2 separate regions of the Mus musculus genome follow, and region 1 is linked to region 2. Evidence: chromatin contacts called from public Hi-C data. All regions are on one chromosome and are shown on one strand. The core of a region is the stretch at or near the end of the contact, and the rest is flanking DNA. Distances in the headings are between cores, read along the strand shown.

Region 1 (5,143 bases), core at 762-3,261, 81 kb before region 2:
GGCACACAAAAGAACAGGGAGGTTACTCCACAGGGATTTGTTCCACAATTCAATGATGTCTCATCTCACAGAAGAGCAGATAAGGATGGGAAGGAGACCACGGACTGCAGACATGCTTTCTCATGGTTAGTGTCTGTAGTTGCCTTGTCTCATGTGGGAGAAGTCTTTTCTGTTTTAGAAGATTCTCCAGGGCTCGGCTCTCCTGCACTTCTCTGCCTCTCCAGATGAAGTGAAATAAACACAATTTTAAGATGCGGTGCCTGCCTAGCATGTTGAGATTCTGGATTTGATTCATAGCATTAATAATCAATTAAAGCAATTATTTTTATGGACTGATCCACAGAATTATAAGAACTTGAGGTGTGGATGGGTTATTTTCTAATTGATGGGGAGCAGCAAATTTTCCATTGTTAAGGAGCAAGCTTAAGGCCATGTGTGGTGGCCTCTACCAGTCTGTGAGTTAAAGGCTAACCTGATCTATATAGTGATTTCCTGACCAGCTAGGGTTATAGAGTGAGAGTGTGTCTATAACAAGATGATAATGCTAATGAAATGATAATAATAATAGTAAATTGATCAATAAGCTAATATACATATTTTTAAAAAGAAAACCAAGAAATAAACCTAGAGGCCTACTTCCTATTGTGGACTTAAAATGCACTTTAACATGTTGGCCAGAAAGTGCCAAAATACAGGACTATTTCAGGGGGAACGATTTAATAGAACATTATTATTGTGTGTATGGATGTGTTGTTGACATTTGTGCGTGTGAGAGCTTGCCATAGTGTGCACATGAGGTCAGAGGTCAACTTTGTGGAGGTGAATCTTCCTTTCCACTTTTACCTGCAGAGGCATCTTTTAAAAATTGTTGTTTTATTTTTATATTTACTTCCATTATATAACATGCATGAGTGCTTTGTTTGCATGTATGTATATGTGTGCAGCACATAAAAGTCTGGTCTCTTCAAAGTCAGAAGAGGGCATCAGAGCCTCTGGAACTGGACTTAGGGATGTTGGTAGGCCACCGTGTGAGTGCTGGGAACTGAAGCTGGGACTCTGCAAGAACTAGTACTCTTCCCCCCCCCCCCCCCCCCAGACAGTGTTTCTCTGTATAGTCTTGACTGTCCTGGAACTCACTTTGTAGACCAGGCTGGCCTCGAACTCAGAAATCCACCTGTCTCTGCCTCCCAAGTGCTGGGATTAAAGGCGTGCGCCACCACCGCCCGGCAAGAACTAGTACTCTTAACCTCTGAGCCATCTTGGTAGCCGTGGAAGCCTTTCTTAACTTAGATCCTCAATCCATAAATAAATTAAAAAGAAACAAGCATATATATGACATGTTATTACAGATATGACCTTGAGTCAAGAGACTAGGTGATCTTTGCCAAAGACACAGAGTTGATATGTCTGGCTGAGGCTAACCCAAGTCCAGGCCGCCTGGCTGCAGACTTCATGTTCCATTCGTCACACTGTATTTTTCTGACACTGGAAGAAATATATATATATATATATATATATATATATATATATATATATATATATATATATTTCTATGATATATATCATATATATATATTTCTATGATATATATCATATATATATATAATATATGATATGTATTACTTGTACTGTAAAAGAAGCCCTGGTTGGCAAGGCATGGCTTGAATTATTCAGACTGAGACTGGAGGATCAGGATTTTGGTTTCGATTTTTCAGCTACATAGAATTGAAATCCAATCTTAGTTGGGACCCTGTTTCAAACTTTGTAGGTGGTAGTCCTGAGACTGTATGTAGCCTAGGCTAGCCTTAAATCCCTGCATGGTCCTCCTGCCTCTGCATCCACACCCAGCTCTGCTGTTGGTTTTTGAAGAAAAACCTTCAGGCCCCAACTCCCTAGTAAAGCCCTAAAGCCAATGTCATTCAGATGTTCTGTTAACATAGAGTCTGCTCTGGAGAAAAGAGAGATAAGAGGTTTATTTATAGTGGGTTTCCCTGGATTGCAGCAATAACAAATTAATACGCTTTCAACAGTAATCATTCAAGGACAGAGCAGAGAGCTTCGAAGCTTGTAAAAATGACACCTCAGAACTCCGTGGCAAGACTGGGTGGGGCAGGCACTGAGAAGGACTTGGCACTGCCTTTGCTGGGCCCTGAGCTGTGCTGTTCTTAGGTGTGAAGCAGTGTGATAATTTTATGACTTGGAGAGAAAACAGAAGCTATCAGAATGCCAAGTGCAGGCGCTGGAAAGAGAAAGAAAACAAAGATTTCCGAGAAATGACTTTTAGCTAAAAGTTAAAAAAGAAAGGAAAAAAAAGCAGTTTAGGATAACTTAAAGAGGAGCGTTGCCTACTGTGATTAATTTAGGTTACTAGGGGCATCTTTTGAGGGTATTATTTCTTAGAACATGGTATATGAAATAACTTCGGAGTTTGTGTTTGTGTGTGTGTGTGTGTGTGTGTGTGTGTGTGTGTGTGTGTGTGTAAAAGTGAGATTCAGCAAGCATTGCCTCGTATTTCTAGCCTTTTGAGATTTACTGCATAAATTAGCATTCAAAAAGAATCCTGTGGTGGCCAAACAAGAGACCTTTGAAACCTTTTTAATCACGACTTAGCCTCCAGAACTTCTTTTTTCTGTGTTGTTGTTGTTGTTTTGGGGTTCTGTTTTGTTTTATCCAAGACAGGGTTTCTCTGTGTAGCCTTGGCTGTCTGGAAACTCAATCTGTAGACCAGGCTGGCCTGATTTCGCCTCCTGAGAGCTGGAATCAAAGCCATAACTGCCTGGCTTAACAACTTCTCTTTTCTTTCTCTCTCTCTTTCTTTCTTTCTTTCTTTCTTTCTTTCTTTCTTTCTTTCTTTCTTTCTTTCTTTCTCAATTTTTTATTAGATATTTTCTTCATTTACATTTCAACAACTTCTCTTTTCTTATGCAATGGCTGCTGAAAGTATCTCTAGAACTGTAAGGGATGTTATACTGGAAAAGGAGTGTGATACTAAGAATGCTTTTGTTTACTACAGTGAGTGTTGTGTTTACTTGATAATTCTTTTATGGATGCGTATTTTCTGTCATTATTATTATTATTATTATTATCATCATCAACATCGTCATCTGTGCTGGGAGTCAAACCCAAGGCCACTGCATATGCAAAGCAAGGACCCCACTACTGAGTGCATTGCCAGTCTTTACACATTTATTACCACTCTGGACCCTTGTGCCAACAGCAGTTCTTAGGGACTGGTGGATTTAAGCTGTTGCCTGCCAACAAGAGCTGTCCACACACATCATTTTGATCACAGAGTTGGCCAAAGTCTTAACAATAAAAACTGACACTATTGCAAGCTAATGAACTGTCTCAAGTTTCAGTTCTCTCAAGTGTAAAGGGCGAATGAATGGTAATAACTTGGAGGACGCTGCGTGGAAAAACAAATGGAAATTTTGCAGTGACTTGGGTATTACCTGTGCTAATGATGTCTTCTGGAAGTTCATCACCACAGTATCTGAAAGGGAATTTTTAGAAAAGAGCGGTCACACACACAAAGAAGCACACAGCTATTGTTTTGGCTCATATTTATAACTAAACACTTTATTCCCCACAAATAATGGCTCACTTTTCTCTAATTACAAGAAACTTATTTTTCAGATGGGGTCCCACTCATTTAGCCCTGACTGACCTGGCACTCACTCACTATGTAGACCAGAGAACTGCTTGCCTCTTTGCTTCTGCTTCCCAATGAATCATTTTAATTTTAATTTTTTTTTTCTTTTTTGATTCTTTGAGACAGGGTTACTCGGTGTACCCTGGCTGTTCTGGAACTCATTCTGTAGATCAGATTGGCCTCAAACTCAGAGATCCGCCCGAGTGCTAGGACTGAAAGCATGCATCACCACTGCCTGGCTATCTTTAACTTCTTCTTTTTTTTTTTTTAACATGGAGTTGGGGGCAGAAGAATCAAGCTCAAGGTCATTCCCAGTTACATAGTGAGTTTGAGGCTAGCTTGGGCTACAGAAGACTTAGCCTGTAACCAAAATGAGAGCGAGGGAGGGAGAGACTGACTTGAACATTTTAACAGACATTCCATTCCCCACGTTTTTAGTCATGTGAAAGTTTGAATAATTAATCAATGGCAGCTGTCAGTGCTTTTATAATTAGTATAGGTACAGCCTGCTAAGAAAAAAATCTTTTCTTGGCACGTTATATGAAAGCCAGGTGTGAAGAAGTATGCCCGTATAACCAGCACTTTGGAGGTGGAGGCAGGAGGATCATGAGTTCAAGGCCTGCCTGAACTACATAATGACCTTAAGGCCAGCCTGCAGTCCCAGGTCTCCAGACAAAGAAAAGGACAGGAGGAGACGGGAGACATGGCTCAGGGGTTAAGAACATTGACTGCTCTTCCAGAGGTTCTGAGTTCAATTCCTAGCAACCACATGTAATGGGATCCTATGCCCTCTTCTGGTGTGTCTGACAGCTATGTACTCATATACATAAAATAAGTAAATCTTTAAAAAAAGAAAGAGGAGAGGAGGGTTGGGGAGGAAGAAGAGGAGAAATGAGAGGAGAGGGACGCGGAGAAGAAAGGGGAGAAGAAGGAAAAAGGATTACTTTCTGCTGGAGAGAGTAGAAATACTGATAATGAACAATTTTCACAGGAACAGTGGAGGGAAAGCTAAAGGAGTGTCAGGTCAATACCGGAAGTTCTCTGACCACGCTGGGTAGGGAACCAACTCCTACCTTCCTACAAAGCCGTGGACGTCATCATAACTGTCATAGATTTCTACATAGTCAGCCAAGCAGCCTGGATCATGTTCAAGGTCAAAGTCCAAAAAGCTCAGGTGAATTCGCTGACCGTACTTGAGCCGAATGTGCCAGTAGCAGACCTGGTTGTCATCGTACTCATTTGGGAAGCCCGGGGATTTAAAAATTCGCTTCGGATCTGTGAAGACACCACCACACTCCTTTGCTGGAATAGGAAAAGAAAGCTCACTTAGACCTTATGTATTATTTTTATATGAAATACTAAAGAAATCACAATACATGATCTATAATACGTTGTATAAACTTGTAGCTGGTAATTATTTCTAAATTTTCTTTAAACTTTAAATTTTTATTCTCTCTCTCTGTGTGTGTGTGTAACCATGCCTGGCTATTG
Region 2 (5,189 bases), core at 1,674-4,173:
ATGGTGTGTACCACCATGTCCAGGCTAAAGTTAAAAAATTGTAACGTGTGCTTAATTTTCCCCTGCAGTACTCCTGAGACTCTCAGTAGGTTAGTGGACACTATAACTCTCTAAAAGGAAACCCAACATGTAGCATTCCCTAATCACATCTAAAGACATAGTTTATAAATGAGTTATATGTCTTAGGGTTTCATTTATGTGAAGAGACACCATGACCAAGGCAACTCTTATAAAGGACAACATTTAGTTGGGGCTGCCTTACGGTGTCAGAGGTTCAGTCCATTATCATCATGGTAGGAAGCATGGCAGTGTTCAGGCAGACATGGTGCTGGAAAAGGAGCAGTTGAGAGCTCTACATGTTGATCCAAAGGCAGCCAGAAAGAGAACGACTCTTCTTCACTGGGCAGAGCTTGATGAGCATTAGGAACCGTCAAAGCCTACCTACGCAGTGACACGCTTCCTCTGACAAGGCTACACCTCCTAATAGTAGCACTTCCCATGAGCCAAGCATATTCAAATCACCACAGCAGGTAAAAATGTTTGACGACTTAGATCCATCCCAGAGCCCAGATAAAAAAGCCAGATGCAGTGGCCCACTGATGTCTGTATTTCTTGTACTCCCACTTTTTGGTGGGAGGGAAAGATGGGAGGGGATCATCTAGAAGCTCCCGTGGCACCTGGCACCGTCCCCCTCGTCCCAACACTGACAAAAGCAAAGGATGGTTGTGTCTCAAAGTCTCCTCCCCACCCATCCCTTAGCTTCTCCTTAAGTCTACATCAGATTAGATCTTTGTGGTCATTCTTATGCCTCCTAGTATATATCTCCTTCCAAAACAAGGATAAGGACAGGATGAAAAATTTACTAAATAACTCATTTTTTGTCCAAAGACAAAAATTACAACTATTTTAGTTTAAAAACCAAGTTGACTTTTTGTGATTCTAGAATCAGAGTCTGACAAGTTGGGCAGATACTTGTTTCATAGATCAAAAAAGCAAGGGGGTGGCTGAAGAATGTACCCCCCAAAAACACCCAAGCATGCTGTTAAAAAACACATTTTTAGATTTATTTTTATTTAATGGGTTTGTGTTTTGTCTTCATGTATCTGCATCTCTAGTCTGCCCACAGAAGCCACAGAGGGCATTCATTTTCTGGAACAGAAGTGACAGCAGGCTGTGTGGAGCTGGGAATAGAACCTAGTGTCTCTGCAACAGAAACGAGTGCCTTTAATCACTAAGTGATCTCTCTAGCACCCCAAAGGCCGTTTTAAAGATCTTGTGTTGTAAAGGTTAAAGCTATTATTCTGCCGTGTAGAACTGGTTTGCTTAGGGACTTGGCTGTGACTTCTCAGCTGATTTCTCGGAACAATAACTTTCTTTTTGGCAACCTGGGATTTCAGCATAAGTGACTTCGCTTTTGCTCTGGAACTCAGTCCAAATCAATGACTTCTTATGAGTTTTAATTGACATATTCATGGTCCTGCTCAAATTCAGAAGAAAACCTAAGTAATACTCAGACCACTTCTTTCTTTCTTTTTTTAAAAATTTTTTTAATTAGGTATTTTCCTCATTTACATTTCCAATGCTATCCCAAAAGTCCCCCATACCCACCCCCCCCCACTCCCCTACCCACCCACTCCCCCCTCCTGGCCCTGGCGTTCCCCTGTACTGGGGCATATAAAGTTTGCAAGTCCAATGGGCCTCTCTTTCCAGTGATGGCCGACTAGGCCATCCTTTGATACATATGCAGCTAGAGACAAGAGCTCCGGGGTACTGCTTAGTTCATATTGTTGTTCCACCTATAGGGTTGTAGTTCCCTTTAGTTCCTTGGGTGCTTTCTCTAGTTCCTCCATTGGGGGCCCTGTGATCCATTCAATAGCTGACTGTGAGCATCCACTTCTGTGTTTGCTAGGCCCCCACTTGTTTCTTTTTTAAAATAAGTAATTTGTTTATTCACTTTATATCCCAACATCAACTCTTCCTCTCCTCCCAGTCCCACCCTCTCACATCTTCTCAGCCCTTCCCCATCTCCTTTCCGAAGGGGAAACCCACCCCTGTGTATTACGTCCGGATAGCCCCATTCCTTATCCAGTGCACCACTCACTGAGTGTTTGTTCTTTCTAATTGGGCTGACAACTCAAAAGAAACCCTTAACCTGTTTTAAAAGACAGGGTCTTACTATGTGGCTCTGGTGTCACTGAAAAGTAGGTCCTATCACTGCCTTCACCACCCCCACCCCCCTCCCCGTGTCCACATCCTACCCAGACAAGGTCTCTCTGTGTAGCCTTAGCTGTTCTGGAACTCTGGCCTTCAACCTTCAACTCACAGAGATCCTGCTACCAACTAGGGGCCCCATCACTTTTTTTTTTTTTTTTTTTTAAGACAGGGTTTCTCTGCATAGCCCTGGCTGTCCTGGAACTCACTCTTAAGACCAGGCTGGCCTCGAACTCAGAAATTCACCTGACTCTGCCTCCCAAGTGCTGAGATTAAAGGCGTGCGCCACCACTGCCCGGCTCCATCACTGTTCTTGATGGAAAGAATTTTGCTTCTGCCAAGTGCATCATTTTATTCCGAGCCGTTAGTTAGTATGCACAGATATAGAGCGCCACCATGTAGAAGGGAGGCCCTGATAGCTCTTTGCTGTCTTCCACAGCTCTGTGCTCATGTGCTGCCTAGCTGTGGAGTAACCAGTTCTTGATGTAGGATTAGGGAACACTGCCGTTCTTGACGGAAGCCAGCTATTTTTCTAGCAAAGGAAAAGTTCACATCTAGCGATGTGTTTGTTTACAAAATCTTCACAACAAAAACAAAGCTTAGAAGAAAACTTTCAAGGGTCATAAAATCCAACCCAGGAAGCAGCTTTCTCAGCTTCCTGGTTTATCTTGTGCTTGTGTCAAACTTTATAACCGTCTAAAAAGTTACAGAGAGAGGATTTGCATAGAGAGCTCTGGTTTCCATCCAGCTTTTCAACAGCGTGTTCCGCATAATGCACATAAATAAGCTTTTCTAAGCAGGTCTCGGAGTTACTGCCAATAATAAGAGACAGCAGCAATGGCGCCCTGGACGAAGTCCTCAGGGCATGGAGCAGAAGCATCCTGTTTCTAATAACCGAAAGTGAAAGTAAGGCCTGGGACTGAGCGCTGCTCGTCGCTGAAGCCAGGTTAGTGTTTTCGAGGTAGAGTTCAGTTCTAAGGCACCGGCTTCCGGGAGCTGCGCAGCGAGCGGGTGAGTGCTTGATCCATCCTCGGTCCGCCGCGTCCCTGCGGTCCCACCACCCGCGCTCAGGGATGCTCCACCCGGCGCGCGGTGGGCGGCGGCTTCCAGCGCCGCGACTCGGGGTCTGGGTCCCCAGTGCGCTGCCTGGAGACTCGCCCGCTCCAGGCGCTCCGGCCATGGGTTGCTTCCCTTCCTGGGAAAAGGAAACTTACAGTCATTGGGACTGGCTCCAGAAGGTTCTTAGAAAAATGGATTTCTCAGGAAGACTATTATTTGTATTTCTTTGGCAGGTGCTGAGTTCTGTAGTCCTGCCTCACTTTTTCAGAATATGTAAGTTGTTGTTGTTGTTGTTGTTGTTGTTGTTGTTGTTGTTGTTGTTGTTGTTTTTGGAAGGAGATGTTGAAAGGAGAATATTCAATGTAAGTTCTAGCGGGCACTGGTTTGGGTTAAGAGGACTCCTGCTCCAAAGGCACCCGAGCTACCTTGTGTGCCCCGAAGGAAACTTCCTGTGTCCTGTCCAGCCAGGAGAGAGGGAAAGCAGCAGGTTCCACTGGGCCAGAGAATGAAATCACCTCTCCTTTACTCCCCACAAAAAGCTCTTGAACATTCACCAATCAGTTATTCTGTTCCGGTCTCCCCGGCCCTGACTTGCAGAGAACTTAACTGTGAACCAATCAGTTCAGTTTCTGCATTTTCAGCTTTCTTCTCTGCCTATAAAGCAAACTTCTGCATAGCAGTGAAAACATTTGAGGCAACTGCTTTCTATTTACATTGTGCTGGCTTTGAACTCTTGATCCTCCTGTTACAGACCTGTGCCACTACACTCAGACAGACCACTTACTCGATTTATTCAATCAAGTGTGCCCTGATTGTAAAAGAAATTCAATTAGGATCTTTTAATTGTTAACATTGTATCCATCTTTTGACTTGTTTCTGGTCTATACAACATGGATACATTATAATTTCTTCCTTCCTTCCTTTCTTTTAATTTAATGTATATGAGTACTCTGTAGCTCTCTTCAGACACACCAGAAGAGGGTATCGGATCCCATTACAGGTGGTTGTGAACCACCATGTGGTTGCTGGGAATTGAACTCAGGACCTCTGGAAGAGCAGTCAGTGCTCTTAACCGCCGAGTCATCTCTCCAGCCCATTTTCTTCCTTCTTTATGCTGCCAGGAACTCTGTGTACCCGCCCCCCGCACCCCCCCCCCGATATAAGTATCCCTAGGAAAATGAGATGATTTTTTTTTAAGTTTACTGCCATAATAAATTACATGGCCTTGGTGGCTTATGCATACATGTGTGTGCATGTACACACTTTTCAATTTAAAAATACTTACTTTTAGTACTATTTTAAAATTAGATTGTGTGTGCCCGTGTGTGCCTGTGTGTGCCTGTGTGTATCCGTGTGTGCCCGTGTGTGTCTGTGTGTGTCTGTGTGTCAGTTGTAGGCATCTGCGGCTCTCCCTGGATAAAGTAAAAGGGCTAGCAGAGCTGTCTTCTGTTCTGGGAGCTCTCTCGGGATGAACTCATTCCGTCTCCATTTCCAAAGTTAGGACCAGCATTGCTTCTCTGATCATGTTTCTGTGTTCAGTCTAACTCTGGTGTTATCCCCTTCTTACTCTAGAGGGCCTTCTGGATCATGTTAAGTTTTCACACACAATGCAGGATGATCTGCATATTGTGTGTGTGTGTGTGTGTGTGTGTGTGCACTCGCGCAGGCTAGCACGTGCATATGTGTACATACCTGAGCATGCACCTGTGGAGGCCAGAGGTGGAAGGCTGGATATTGTCTTCTCTTTTGCTCCACCTTAATTTCTGAGTCAGGCTCTCTCAATGGACCTGGACTTTGGCTAGACTGAGAGTGACTTTCAGGACACCTTCGAACCTTGCCCAGGATGGGAAGTACCAGTGCTTACCCAGCAAGCTCTTTACCCTGGAGCCATCTCTCCAGGTTCCACCTCTGTATTTTAC

Evidence for each region. Hi-C and Micro-C count contacts between places; a contact is called where the count stands out from the background.
Region 1: a contact with region 2 is called in a Hi-C map of uterus, with 2.0 times the contacts expected there. The contact joins the enhancer-like site here to the promoter of Nmi in region 2. A contact is called at or near these places in 2 of 39 promoter capture datasets (cranial neural crest and liver), 17 of 484 Hi-C or Micro-C datasets (the AML12 cell line, the G1E-ER4 cell line, the HL-1 cell line and 12 more), 3 of 115 datasets of contacts at active chromatin or transcription factors (the SCID.adh cell line, bone marrow-derived macrophages and embryonic stem cells) and 2 of 9 other capture datasets (liver and pancreatic islet).

Annotation. Positions count from the first base shown.
Region 1 is chr2:52,050,654-52,055,796 of GRCm38.p6, reverse strand. Tnfaip6 (tumor necrosis factor alpha induced protein 6) reads right to left here. Exons shown (of 6, transcript NM_009398.2): 4 at 4,726-4,954; 5 at 3,453-3,493. Among named protein-coding and RNA genes, the nearest start is that of Tnfaip6, 15 kb to the right of the region's middle. Within about 2 kb of position 2,011, at least 14 of the 459 cell types and tissues checked have an H3K27ac peak or open chromatin away from gene starts, as enhancers often do. A contact at or near this core is called in granulosa cells and uterus, where this site is marked.
Region 2 is chr2:51,970,942-51,976,130 of GRCm38.p6, reverse strand. It overlaps Nmi (N-myc (and STAT) interactor), which reads left to right and starts at 2,923. Exons shown (of 9, transcript NM_001141949.1): 1 at 2,923-3,222; 2 at 3,504-3,543.